2 separate regions of the Ovis aries genome follow, and region 1 is linked to region 2. The links are chromatin contacts, called in public Hi-C maps. All regions are on one chromosome and are shown on one strand. Each heading gives the region's core, a stretch centred on a gene start, on an enhancer-like site or on the middle of the called end of the contact. The rest is flanking DNA. Distances are from core to core; before and after follow the strand shown.

Region 1 (5,701 bases), core at 521-3,020, 190 kb before region 2:
TTTTGCTGCTATCAAACAAGGATGCCACCTTACAGGCAACCCCTTTGATAATCGGGTAAGATTCCGCAGACAGTCCAGCATAGAACTGCCCTAAATCTTTGGTTCTGTATTCCTCCCAAAGGTTAGCACTTGCCTGAAGTTTTGTGAGTTCCACCCTTACTGAAATAGGTGCATATTCAGGTTTAAAGCTAAATGGATTAGCAAAAAGCTCTAAGTCCTTCTTAATGAACTTGAGGTCCTTGAAATGTCGCTCAAACTCTTTCTGTAGGCGACAGATCACCCCTCGATACCTCTCAAGATCGAGTATTTTTTCATCTTCTTGAAGATTCTCTTTAAGCTCATCAACCACTTGGCTCAAGGCAGCAAAATGGGTCAGATTTTTTTCTTCGACTTGTCTCTGAAGTAAATTCAGCTTCACCTCAAAGGCACAGATATGGTCAAAGGCGGCGGCAGCGAAGACTCTGTTCACTCTCAGTAGTTCGCTGATTTCTCCAAGGTGGTCCATAATATCCACCAGGAAGCCGAAGTCACAGAGCCATTCCTTGTCTGTGAAATGGACCGTCGTGGCTCCTATCGAGACCAAGAATGTTTCTATCTCTTTTCTTAAGGAAAATATTAGTTTCAAAGTCTTCCCTTTCCTAAGCCAGTTGTTTAGACAGCGTCCGTTAACCCTTTCACCGTGCTCTGATTCAGATTCAGTCAGTAAAGCCTGAAATTCCGGCCGCCTAACGCCTCTGGTCTTAATCAAAACTATCCATTCAGATACGGCATTTATGATCTGATTAACATCCACATCGTAGGAGCTCAACAGTTCCAAGTGAAGAAATCCCGAATAGTGGATCACATTCCAACAGTTGGGGCTTACAGCCTTTTCTCTCATGTATGACACCAGTCCTGAGTTCTCACCGATCATCCTCAGAGTGTGGGTCGTGGTCAGTCCAACCATGCGCTGCAGGCTAAGCCCGGCCGTCTGCAGGGCCTCAAGGATTGCCGCCATGAGGGCGCCAACACTGAAGTGATGAGTCAAGTTGATTATGGTCAGAAGCTCTTCGTGCACTTCCAAATCGTGGCTGACGCCGCGGACAAAGACCAGCAGGTAGTTCTCATAGGCCACAAAAGCTTGGTCGTCCAAGGCAAGGGAATAGGCTTTAAATTCCTTGGCTCGGTTAAAAAGTTGACTGCGTAGATTCTGGTGAATGTCCAGGACCCTCTGCCGCGTGGTCTCTGGAGATAAATCGATGCCATCCATAACGCCTACGTGGTCGGGCAGCACGTCTCTCAGCATCACCGCCATGCACCGGTGCACAAAGTCCCCCTCGCCCCAGCCGCAACCCTTCAAGGCCAAGAGGCGGGCGAGTCCCAGGCCTGCACGAGCTATTCTCTGCTCCGGAGTGAGCGGGGCGGCCTCCGGCAAGTCGCCCCGACGCAGACGCTCCACCAGCGCCGCGCGCTCGTCCTCCGCTACATACCGCTCGTAGTACTCGTGCTCGGCCTCGTAGTGCTGCTTGACGTCGGGTTCGCCCGTTGCTGCGACCAGGCGGCGACAGACCAGGCACAGGGCGCCCTCGCCCTCCGGAGGCTCCACCACCAGGTACCGCTGGGTCCACTCGGCCCGGAACGCCCGAGACTCGTCGATTTCCATTTTGCTCCTCTTGGGCGTCATCCACATTTCACGGAGGCCACAGGAGATGGGCCGACCTCTGGGAGGCCGCAAGCAAAGGGGAAGGAGGAGCAGAAGAGGGGCCCCAAGCGCCTCCTCCGCTCTGCGCCAAATCACCCCAGCGGCGGACACCAACCTGGGGCACCCGCGCGTCCTTTCCTATTGGCTGGAGATTTCGTATCCCCTAGCCCCAGGCAGGAGCCAATAGAAAGAGCAGGCAGCGATTGCAAGCGCGCAGGCGCACATCCTTCTAGCTGCGAGGCGAACGGAAGCCGTGTTAGGGCGGGACTAAGAAACCGGAATCACGGACTTCACGGGCATTAGAGCTGCCCAATCAGTAGCTTCCTGGTCCGGAAGTGACGCTACCGCCCGAGGGTTAGTCTGGATTTCGTCAACAGGATTGAGGGAAGGACGTGGGCAAGAAACTGTATGGAGATTGGCTGGAGGTACTTCCAGTGAGCTTCACGGCGTGACCCGGGATCGTCTGGCGCCAAAATGTCGCTTGTAGCGGGGGTTATCCGGAGGCTGGACGAGACAGTGGTGAACCGCATCGCGGCAGGGGAAGTTATCCAGCGGCCAGCTAATGCCATCAAGGAAATGATTGAGAACTGGTACGAAGGGAGTCAAGGCTTTCTCCAAGGCCACTACATAACGGACCGCTGCTACGGATAGCGCGGACACGCCTCCCTGCCCTGAACCCAAGAATGTGTGGTTGCGGCGGCGGCGGAGGCCCAGGCTGCTGTCTGCTCCCCTCACGTGTCCTCGAGCGTTGTCGCGAGACTTTAGGGTTGTTGGGGGAGCAAGGACAGTAAACCAGTATTGTTTTAATGATGCTATTAACTAAGAAACCCTTTAAAAACTATATATGCAGAAGGTGCAAGTTTTTGAATGTCTAAAAGTTTTATAATTTAAATTCCTTTCTTCTTTCAAACGGTATCAGTTTCTTGCTTATTCCTGAAGTCATCCATCTACGTTCAGCAGTACAATTCACTTTGAGTTATATTCAAACTTAATTGCTGGGATTTTAGGAGAGAACAGTGAACTTAGGGTTTAATTTGTGATTTTCCTATTATTGCCAGGTTAGCTCACTTTCGCTTTTCACTTTCATGCATTGGAGAAGGAAATGGCAACCCACTCCAGTGTTCTTGCCTGGAGAATCCCAGGGACGAGGAGCCTGGTGGGCTGCCGTCTATGGGGTCGCACAGAGTCGGACACGGCTGAAGCGACTTAGCAGCAGCAGCAGCAGCAGCAGCAGTCCCCATTTAGGATTTTTAAAATTAATTAAATTAGAGGCTAATTACAATATTGTAGTGGTTTTGCCATACATTGACATGAATCAGGCATGGGTGTACATGTGTTCCCCATCCTGAATCCCCCTCCCACCTCCCTCCCCATCCCATCCCTCTGGATCATCCCAGTGCACCAGCCCTGAGCACCCTGTCTCATGCATTGAACCGGGACTGGTGATATGTTTCACGTGTGATAATATACATGTTTCAGTGCTATTCTTTCCAATCACCCACTTAGGATTTTCTTACCCTTTTTGCAGAGTCACTTTGAAGATCCCTTATCTTTTGGGGGTATTCCGGGAATTCTGAAGTTTAGAACTGTCACACAACCATTGTGGAGGGAAGAGGTTAAAAACGTGGAAAGAAGGTTAGGTGTAAACTAAACTTCAGAAAGGACAGAGGCTCGTAGTATACCTAAATGTGTCGGATCTTTTGTGTTGAAATGCATTGATGTGGGGCTTTCCCGGTGGTCCAGTGGCTAAGATTCCGACCTCCCAGTGCAGAGGGCTGGGGTTCAATCCCTGGCCAGGGAACCAGATGCCACATGCTGCAACTAAAGATCCTGTGTGCTGCAAGCTAAGACCTGGTGCAGCCAAATATTTTTTTAAAAAATGCATTGATGTTAATACAATCCATACGTTAAAGGGGAAAAAAAATGCTCCAGTTGGAAGGTTTGTAAAGGGATTCTTCTGAGAACATAAACAACCATGGGGGTAATGAAAGAACAGTGGGTCAGAAAGGACCACCAGAAGAAAGGAAGAGAATTAGAAGGTGGACCAAAGAAGAAGCAGGGAACCTGAGCATTGTCTCTCCTTTTGACTTTACTTACATAGTTGGCAAAGGCTGGCTTTTGTTCTCCAATTTTAGAATTAACTAACAGCAATTTAAGTGTGTTGAGGTACCGTTCAGGAACACTACACACTGGCTTACACTTAAGAAATTATATGGAGTCTAGCTCTGCTGTTTTTAATAGACAAGTTGAGGTGGCTAAATGAAACTTCAATTCAGGGACTCCTGAGTAAGTTCTTTGATATTTAAGTAACTTATTATCTTATTTCTGAATAAATAATTGTCTTCCTAAGGAGGAGGTAACTTCTCTTTCTCATGCAGCCCCAGGCTGATTTATTTTCTCTTGCTCTATAGATGCTCTATGCTTGTAGGCTATTCTTTGAAGGGGTAATAAGGTGTATTTAATTTTCTGCAGCATCCTTTTTTTCTTTCTCCTAACATATCTTTTCATAAAGAGGCTAGTGGAGAAAAACTTATAGAATTTTTTACTCAGTGACATTTTATAAGGGTCATGTAGGATCCTGGGGCTGAATAAAGTTTGAGTAATAGATGGTAATTAGTTTAGAACTAGAGGAGCAGAAATATCGCTGAATGTCCTATTGGAAGTGATGGCTGCCCCCTCTCCCCTTGTCTTCTTTCCCTCCCTCTCTCACAACATGTAAGCTGATAACATTGTGGTCTCAGAGCCTTTAAGACAAAAGAAAAACACATTCATCTGTCTTGTATTTGTCTGAAATTTGTTCTTATGCCTTGATTCATTTTAAAATATGTGCATTGGAGAGTAACTGCAGACTGATAAATTACTATTTTTTGTTTGATTTGCCAGTTTAGATGCAAAATCCACAAGTATTCAAGTGGTTGTTAAAGAGGGAGGCCTGAAGTTGATTCAGATTCAAGACAATGGCACTGGGATCAGGGTGAGTAAAACCTCAGAGCAGCAGGATGTTTGTGTGCTTCTTGTGTTGCATCTGCAGGAAGTGGTGGAACTTTGCCCTGTTCTGGAAACTTCAGGCTTTTATGGATGGGATTGTTTGAGAACTTCAACACCAACAATAAATATTTATTGAATACCTATGCCATGCCAGGCAGTGTTTAGGAGAGTAAGGAGGTCAGGGATCGAGTCATGAGGCCGTTTAAAGGTTGAGTGTTCTGAGCAGAGAGAACGATACACACAAAAACGGCAAAATGAGAGCTTGCCTGACATGCTGAAGGACTAGCAAGGAGCTTGGGGTGCCTAGAACAGGGTGGTGGGGGGAGTGCAAGAGTAGCAGGAGAGGAGGTCTGAAGGGGAAGCAGGCTGAGCATGCAGGAACTTGTGGGACCTTCTGCAATCTTTGGCTTTTACTCTGGATGAGGAGGGATATGATTAGAACATTTTGAGCCAAGAGGTAACATGGTTTGGCAAGTTGTATAAGAACTCTTCTCTCTGCAGTGTGGAAAATAGACTGTAGCAGGACAGGACAGAAGCAGTGATATTCTTTGTTGGTGATGGTGAATAAAGCTCTCAGAATTTGCTGGTGTAGGGAGTAAGAGAGAGGAGTCAAGAATGACTTCAAGGTTTTGGCCTGTGCAAATAGAAAAAGAAGCTGCCATTTACTGATGGGAAGGCTATGAAACAGGCGGATTTGGGAAGATCAGAAATTCATCTGGGGGTGTGTTAAATTTAAGATGCCTGTTAGTTGGATCCATGTGTGCATTTGAAGTGCAAAGTAGAGGTTTGCGCTGGAGATAAAAATTTGGTGTATTTGCATTTAATGGTATTAAAAGCCATGAGACTCACACGAAGAGAAACTTGACATGATTAGTCATTAGGGAAATAGAAATAAAAACTTCAGTGAGATCCCACTTGACATCAGTTAGGATGGTTGTTATAATTGATTAATTAATAAAAACATTGTCACCATATCCTGCCTGCCATGTGCTTCATACAGTGGGGTGTCACTCCCGGACCTTTCTTCAGATG
Region 2 (6,007 bases), core at 3,198-5,697:
TTAAGTCCCAACCTTGCACTCACACTTCCAGAAGTAAATTCCATATACACACACACCGTAGCAAAGGCTTATATATGAGCTGTTCATTACAGCAGTGTTAGCAGAAAGTTAAAAACAACCTTGTTGTTGCAGTTTAGTCACTAAGTCGTGTCCGACTCTTTTATGACCCCATGGACTCTAGCCCACCAGGCTCCTCTGTCCATGGGATTTCCCAGGCAAGAATACTGGAGTGGGTTGCCATTTCCTCCTCCAGCGGATCTTCCTGACCCAGGGATGGAAATCTGCATCTCCCGCATTGACAGGCGGATTCTTTACCGCTGAGCCACCAGGGAAGCCAAATGTCTTGAACAGGGAATGTTAAACTGTGGGAAATGAGCAAGTTTTGTTTCATATACATTAGACAGGTCAGCTAGTCCTTTTTGAAAAACAGACGGACATATGTGCTAATATAGAATGATGTCTAAGACACATCAAAGGTCAGAGTGAAAGGGACAGGGCATTTTTTTTTTTTTTTTCTAAACACAGGAGATTATATATGGAAGAGAAATTTTGGAGAGACACACAGGAAACCATTAACCGGAAGCCAGTGCTTGGATTACGGAGCTGGGTGGCAGAGGGAGTCAAGCCTAGAAGTTTATCGTGGAAAGGAAACTTCCTTTTCACTATGGGACATTTTCTCTTAAAATGTTTTATCAATTTTAAAAAGTTCTACGAACAACTACTGAAGCCAGAAGGGGAGCACTCTCCTTCAGTGGATGCCAGTTTCCCACCTCTTCTTAATCATCTGTACTCTTTCTTATCTACCGCTCTTCCCATCTCTGCTGCTGCTGCTGCTAAGTCGCTTCAGTCTTGTCCGACTCTGTGCGACCACATAGATGGCAGCCCACCAGGCTCCCTCGTCCCTGGGATTCTCCAGGCAAGAACACTGGAGTGGGTTGCCATCTCCTTCTCCAATGCAGGAAAGTGAAAAGTGAAAGGGAAGTCACTCAGTCATGTCCGACTCTTAGTGACCCCATGGACTGCAGCCCACCAGGCTCCTCCGTCCATGGGATTTTCCAGCCAAGAGTACTGGAGTGGGGAGCCATTGCCATCTCCTTCCCGTCTCTAGACCAAAATAAAAGCACACACATGGAGCAAATCTCAGAGCTTCCGCAAGAAACAGAATCCCTTCTCCATCCCCCAATCAAAACAGAGGTAAAACAGAACAAATGAAGGCGCGTCGGCATACAGCAAACCCAGTTTTTAGCCCAGTGTTGGATTCCCTTTAAGTCTGCCTTAATTTATCGAAGGCCAGAAAGTTTTTAAAGTGAAAGCACAATGTGCAACACAAATCATTTCTAATGGTGTCCTATCATCTTAAAAAAAAACAGTGGAGGAAAGGGCAACGTTATTTTACTCACAGGGTAAATTTTGCTCAACCCTTCTTTCTGAAGTTTTACAAGTTGAGTTTTGAATGATGGTCATAAACTTTTTACTGTTTTTCTAACTGAATAAGGTGGTACATATTTCCGGTTAAAAGACCATCTCTCCATTCAGATTCTCCAGAGAGAAAGCAAAGGCAAAGGTCTATGCAACCGCCTATTTGTAGGTACGATGGAAAGTGAACCTGTGGTGAGGACAGAATGTGTTTCCTCTAAAATGATCCTCATCAACATTCCCAACATGGTGCAGGGAGATCCCCCCCCCCCCCCCATATATTTTCGATTCTGTTCCTCTTCACACTAGGAGCAGGGTAAACAATTCACAAAGAGCTTTGCAAGAAACTGCTCCCTCTCGTTTCTAGTAAAGATCTGTTGTTGTTTTGAGAGAAAAAGAATCTACTTTGCCAAACATATTCTCCGAATCAGTTTTTCCCTTCATTGTGGAGATGCTTAAATCCTGACCTAAGAAGGATTCTCTTACAAATCTACCCATCAGGACTGTCAGTTCGGGTGGTTTCCACAAGGGATTTTCCAAAAGGGAATCTCTGTTCAACTGGAAACTGAAACTCACCATTAGCTGGACAAAAATCAAAAGCAATATTAGGGAACACTCTGAATATAAGAATGGATATCCAAGGAAATAAAATGCCAAAATTTAGTTCAAGAATTAAAAGAATTTACTAAGCAAGATCAACAGGGCAAATTTACCATTACTTAATAATTGATAATTAACTATACAGTTCTTTATAAATCAACATAAAATAAGCTGATTTCCAAAAATAGAAGAAATCAAGGCTAAGAGTATCAAGAACTCTGTGAGTCAAAGTCATTTTGCTTAGCAACACTTTAAAAGCCAAAAATGATCAAGTTACATTCCAGTAATTAAAAGTTATTTCTAATTTAAAATGAATTCATTCCCATAATGAATCACTACTTTAATATACGCTTTCTTCTACGACAGAACTGAAGCAGGAGCTCTGTATAGCCTTCCCAGGTGTGTCGGTGGTAAAGAATCCGCCCACCAGTGCAGCAGAGGCAGGTGAGAGAGCCCTGGGTCAGAAGATGCCCTGGGGGGAGGAAACGGCAACCCACTCCAGTATTCTTGTCTGGAGAATTCCACGGATTGGACTCTGGAGTCTGATGGACTAAAGTCCGCTGGGTCACAAAGAGCTGGACACAACTGAGCACGTATAAAGTCTCATTCCACCTTTTTAAGGGCAGATTTTCCCAAATGGGTAAGGTCTTTCCCTCAAACGACTGCTTGTTTTCTGTACTGCAGATTCTTTGAGTGAACTTTTTCCTACCTTAATGATGGTAGCTGTCCTTTTCACTGGCATTTATTTTGTTTCTAGACATTTATCTTCCTAGAGTGGGTAAAATCACAACAATCCACTTAGGAACTAACTGTTCTAAATCCTAAAGCTTCTGCAAAAGTCCACTATTTGTTTCTCTACTATACTTCATGACAATAATTATGAAGCAACAAACCTAACAAAAGCCTCAATGCAACACTTCCTAGGAGTGAAGGTATCTAATTAAACAGGCAGTAACAAACCTCAAACTTTCCTCTATTCCAAGTTTAAGAACCCTATCAATGATTCATTCACACAGCGAGTGACCTAACTTCCTCAATGAATCACACTTTCTGAAATTCTTATTCTACATGAGTATAATAGTCATCATCTCTACATGTGTTGAACACAGCATGAAGTTGGTTAAACTAAGTTAATTCTGTAAGACCTTCAAACCACAGCAACCTCAAGTTCCTGCCAAGTAACTTATCTGCAACACTTTGCCTTTTCCAACAATTGCACCTCTCCAAACAGATGCATCCCCAAAATAAACATTTAATCTTGAAACACTTATTTTAAACACTAATTAAGACCTGATTCATCCACACCCTGCCCTCCATCTCTCTGGTTCCACTACCGCATCCCCATTCTCCTCCCATTGTGATGCCGTGAAAAAGTAATGGACACTGTTATCCTCACACTTATCCTTCAATCAATGAACCTACACTACACTTTTTCTTTTTAGGGCATAAGTGCTGAGTCATTAAATGGAAACTCTAAGAAAAAAGAGCTACAAGCAGTTTAAGTTTAGGATCCCATTATTTCCCTGGCCAGGTCTCCACAGCCTGATATTTGTATATCCCACGGTAGAAAAACCAAAGCAAACACTTGAACTTTTTTTCCCCTCCCCGTCGAAGAAAGAACAAGAGATGGGTTTCCTTAGGTCCTTTGGCTTCCAGCAACATACCCACGGGCACGAGAAGCAGGCCCGGCTGGAGCTATATAACTTAACAATCTGGGTGTGAATAACGCCTGGCCGTAGTCAAGCATTAACCCTGACACTCCTAACAAGCGCTTGTTCTGCTCCTGCTTCATTCAGTTCGGGTCAAGGAGGAAGGGGAAAAAAAAAAAAAATCTCATACAAGCTCTACGCCCTCCACCAGCCTGACACCTTTCCCCGGGTGGCCGGCCGGGGACAGACCGAGGGAGTGGAGAGGGAGGAGGAGCCCTAGCACCCAAAGAGCAGAGACAGCGGCCCGAGTTCATTTCTCCCACAATGGAAGTATCGCCGTCCCCGCTCGCGGATCGAGGCTGCGCGTTCGAGACCCGGCGTGATGCCCGAGGACGCCGCAGGCAGGGGGCGACCTCGACCCCGGGGCCCGCTGGAGGGGGCCTGGCCCCCAGCAGAGGTCGGCGGCAGCGCGGACTTCGCCGAGCTGCAGAGGCCGGGAAGCGCGGGCCCCGCTCCCCGCCAAGGCTGGCGGGAGGAGCGGCCCTTACCTGTGTTCGGGCGCGGGCTGTGGCTGCGGGCGCCGCCGGGAAGGGCCGGAGCGCGGCTCGCCGACCGGGAGCCTGCCGGAGCTAAGGGCGAGGGGCGCGGAAGGTAGACTCGGTCCCAGGTCCCCGGCCAGGCGGGCCGGGCAGGACGCGGCGGCTCCCGGCGCCTACGGCCGGTCAGTCAGTCACGCCGGTGTCCCCTCGGCGCCGCGGCTGAGACAGCGGGAACCGGCCCCCGGGAGGAGCCGCAGCCCGAGCGGCGGGCGGCGGAGGCGGAGGAGGGGCGGGGCCACAGGGTCGGCGACCCGCTCACCCGGAAGTACTTGTGGTCGCGGCGGCGCGCGCTGCGCGACGGGCTTAACCCCCCGCGGCCGGCTGCGTGCCGCCGCAGAAGAGAGTGGGGACCCCGAGTAGGGTGGTGGCTGGGGCGGCCTCCTGAGGTGGTTCCTCCAGGTCCGCGCGGTCCACCCCGCCCCTCCGCCCCCAGGACGGGGGTCGGGAATGTGAACTGATGCGCGTGCCCGTTGGCGGCTACCCCTGCCTCGGTCACCTCTAAACTGTCCGGCCTAGAGGGCTTGGGTGAGTGGGCCGGGGCGGCAGTTCTAACCGTTGGAACGTAGGTGGGTGGGTGCGGCCGAAGCGCTGGAAGCTTTATTTCCAAAATGAATGATTTTGAAATGATTTCCGGTGAAGAATGCTGGGGGCGGGGCTGGGGGGAAAAGAGTCCGTTCAATATCTGATGGATTCGGAGCTGTCATTCAGTCCGAGAGTCTCAGTCGAGATCCACCGGCTTCAGGGCCCTGGAGAAAGACCAGAGGTCCTGCTCTTTGGGAAGCTCATCTTCTAGTGGGGTGGACGGATTTAAGCAAATAAGGTAATGACAGATTGCGGTGAGACTCCGCAGGTGATACACAAAGTGATGAGAGATCCTGTAGGCGAGACCTCTGGCAGGAGAAGACCTCCAGAGGGAAGTGGCAGTTGGGCAGCCTCCTGAGAAGAAGGCACAAAACACTTCGATACAACTTTACATCCGGGACAGTAGTAGGTTCCAGGACCCGCTGAATAAGCCCATGATTCCATGTTAAGAGCCTGGCTCGAATACCTTCTAAGGGCTGTTTGTGTGCTGCCCACCCCTGCGATTTCAGAAGGCTTGCTCACCTTTCAGAGTTCATGAGGGCTGGAGTGTGGCACTGCGAGGGAGGCGTGGATTACGGAACTGTGGTCTTTAGGCAGAGAGACACCAACAGGTGGCTTCATGGCAGGAGGATTCTCATACCATCAGCCTTGGAAAGACAAAGTCTCTAACCTCGCGCTCTTTCTCTTTCCATGTCGCTGTTTTTCTCAGACCTGTGAACAAATATTGAAACTTGTTTTTACCTGGGATCAAGAGGGGCTTAATGTCCCCAAAAGATCACACTATGTTACGATCTGAATAAAAGGATTAATTACGTGTTTTGCTAACTCAGTTAAACTAAAAAGCAGACTTGCAAGAGAGAACCTATTCAGGTACCTGAATAATACCAATAATCCAATAATGTTTATTAAGTATTAGTTTATATGACTGCATAATTAATGGAAAGACTGTTTGGAATGATATTAGGATTGGAAGGGACTTCCGTGGTGGTCCAGTGCTTAAGACTCCGTGCTCCCAATGCAGGGGATCTGGGGTTCAGATCCATGGTTGGGGAACTATTAACAGATCCCACATGCCACAACTAAAACATCAGGCATATAACAATAACAAGGAAAAAGATCCTTCCAGCCACAGCTAAGACCTGGTGCAGCCAAATAAATACT

Evidence for each region. Hi-C and Micro-C count contacts between places; a contact is called where the count stands out from the background.
Region 1: a Hi-C map of liver shows a contact between it and region 2, with 4 times the contacts expected there. The contact joins the promoter of EPM2AIP1 here to the promoter of LRRFIP2 in region 2. A contact is called at or near these places in 3 of 16 Hi-C or Micro-C datasets (hypothalamus, liver and skin fibroblasts).

Annotation. Positions count from the first base shown.
Region 1 is chr19:10,576,785-10,582,485 of ARS-UI_Ramb_v3.0, reverse strand. EPM2AIP1 (EPM2A interacting protein 1) reads right to left here and starts at 1,770. Exons shown (of 2, transcript XM_027958010.3): 1 at 1-1,770. The coding sequence starts at 1,669. It overlaps MLH1 (mutL homolog 1), which reads left to right and starts at 2,044. Exons shown (of 19, transcript XM_004018218.5): 1 at 2,044-2,271; 2 at 4,565-4,655. The coding sequence starts at 2,156.
Region 2 is chr19:10,384,258-10,390,264 of ARS-UI_Ramb_v3.0, reverse strand. LRRFIP2 (LRR binding FLII interacting protein 2) reads right to left here and starts at 4,447. Exons shown (of 25, transcript XM_060402076.1): 1 at 4,214-4,447. It overlaps LOC121817208 (a long non-coding RNA gene), which reads left to right and starts at 4,453. Exons shown (of 2, transcript XR_006057000.1): 1 at 4,453-4,789.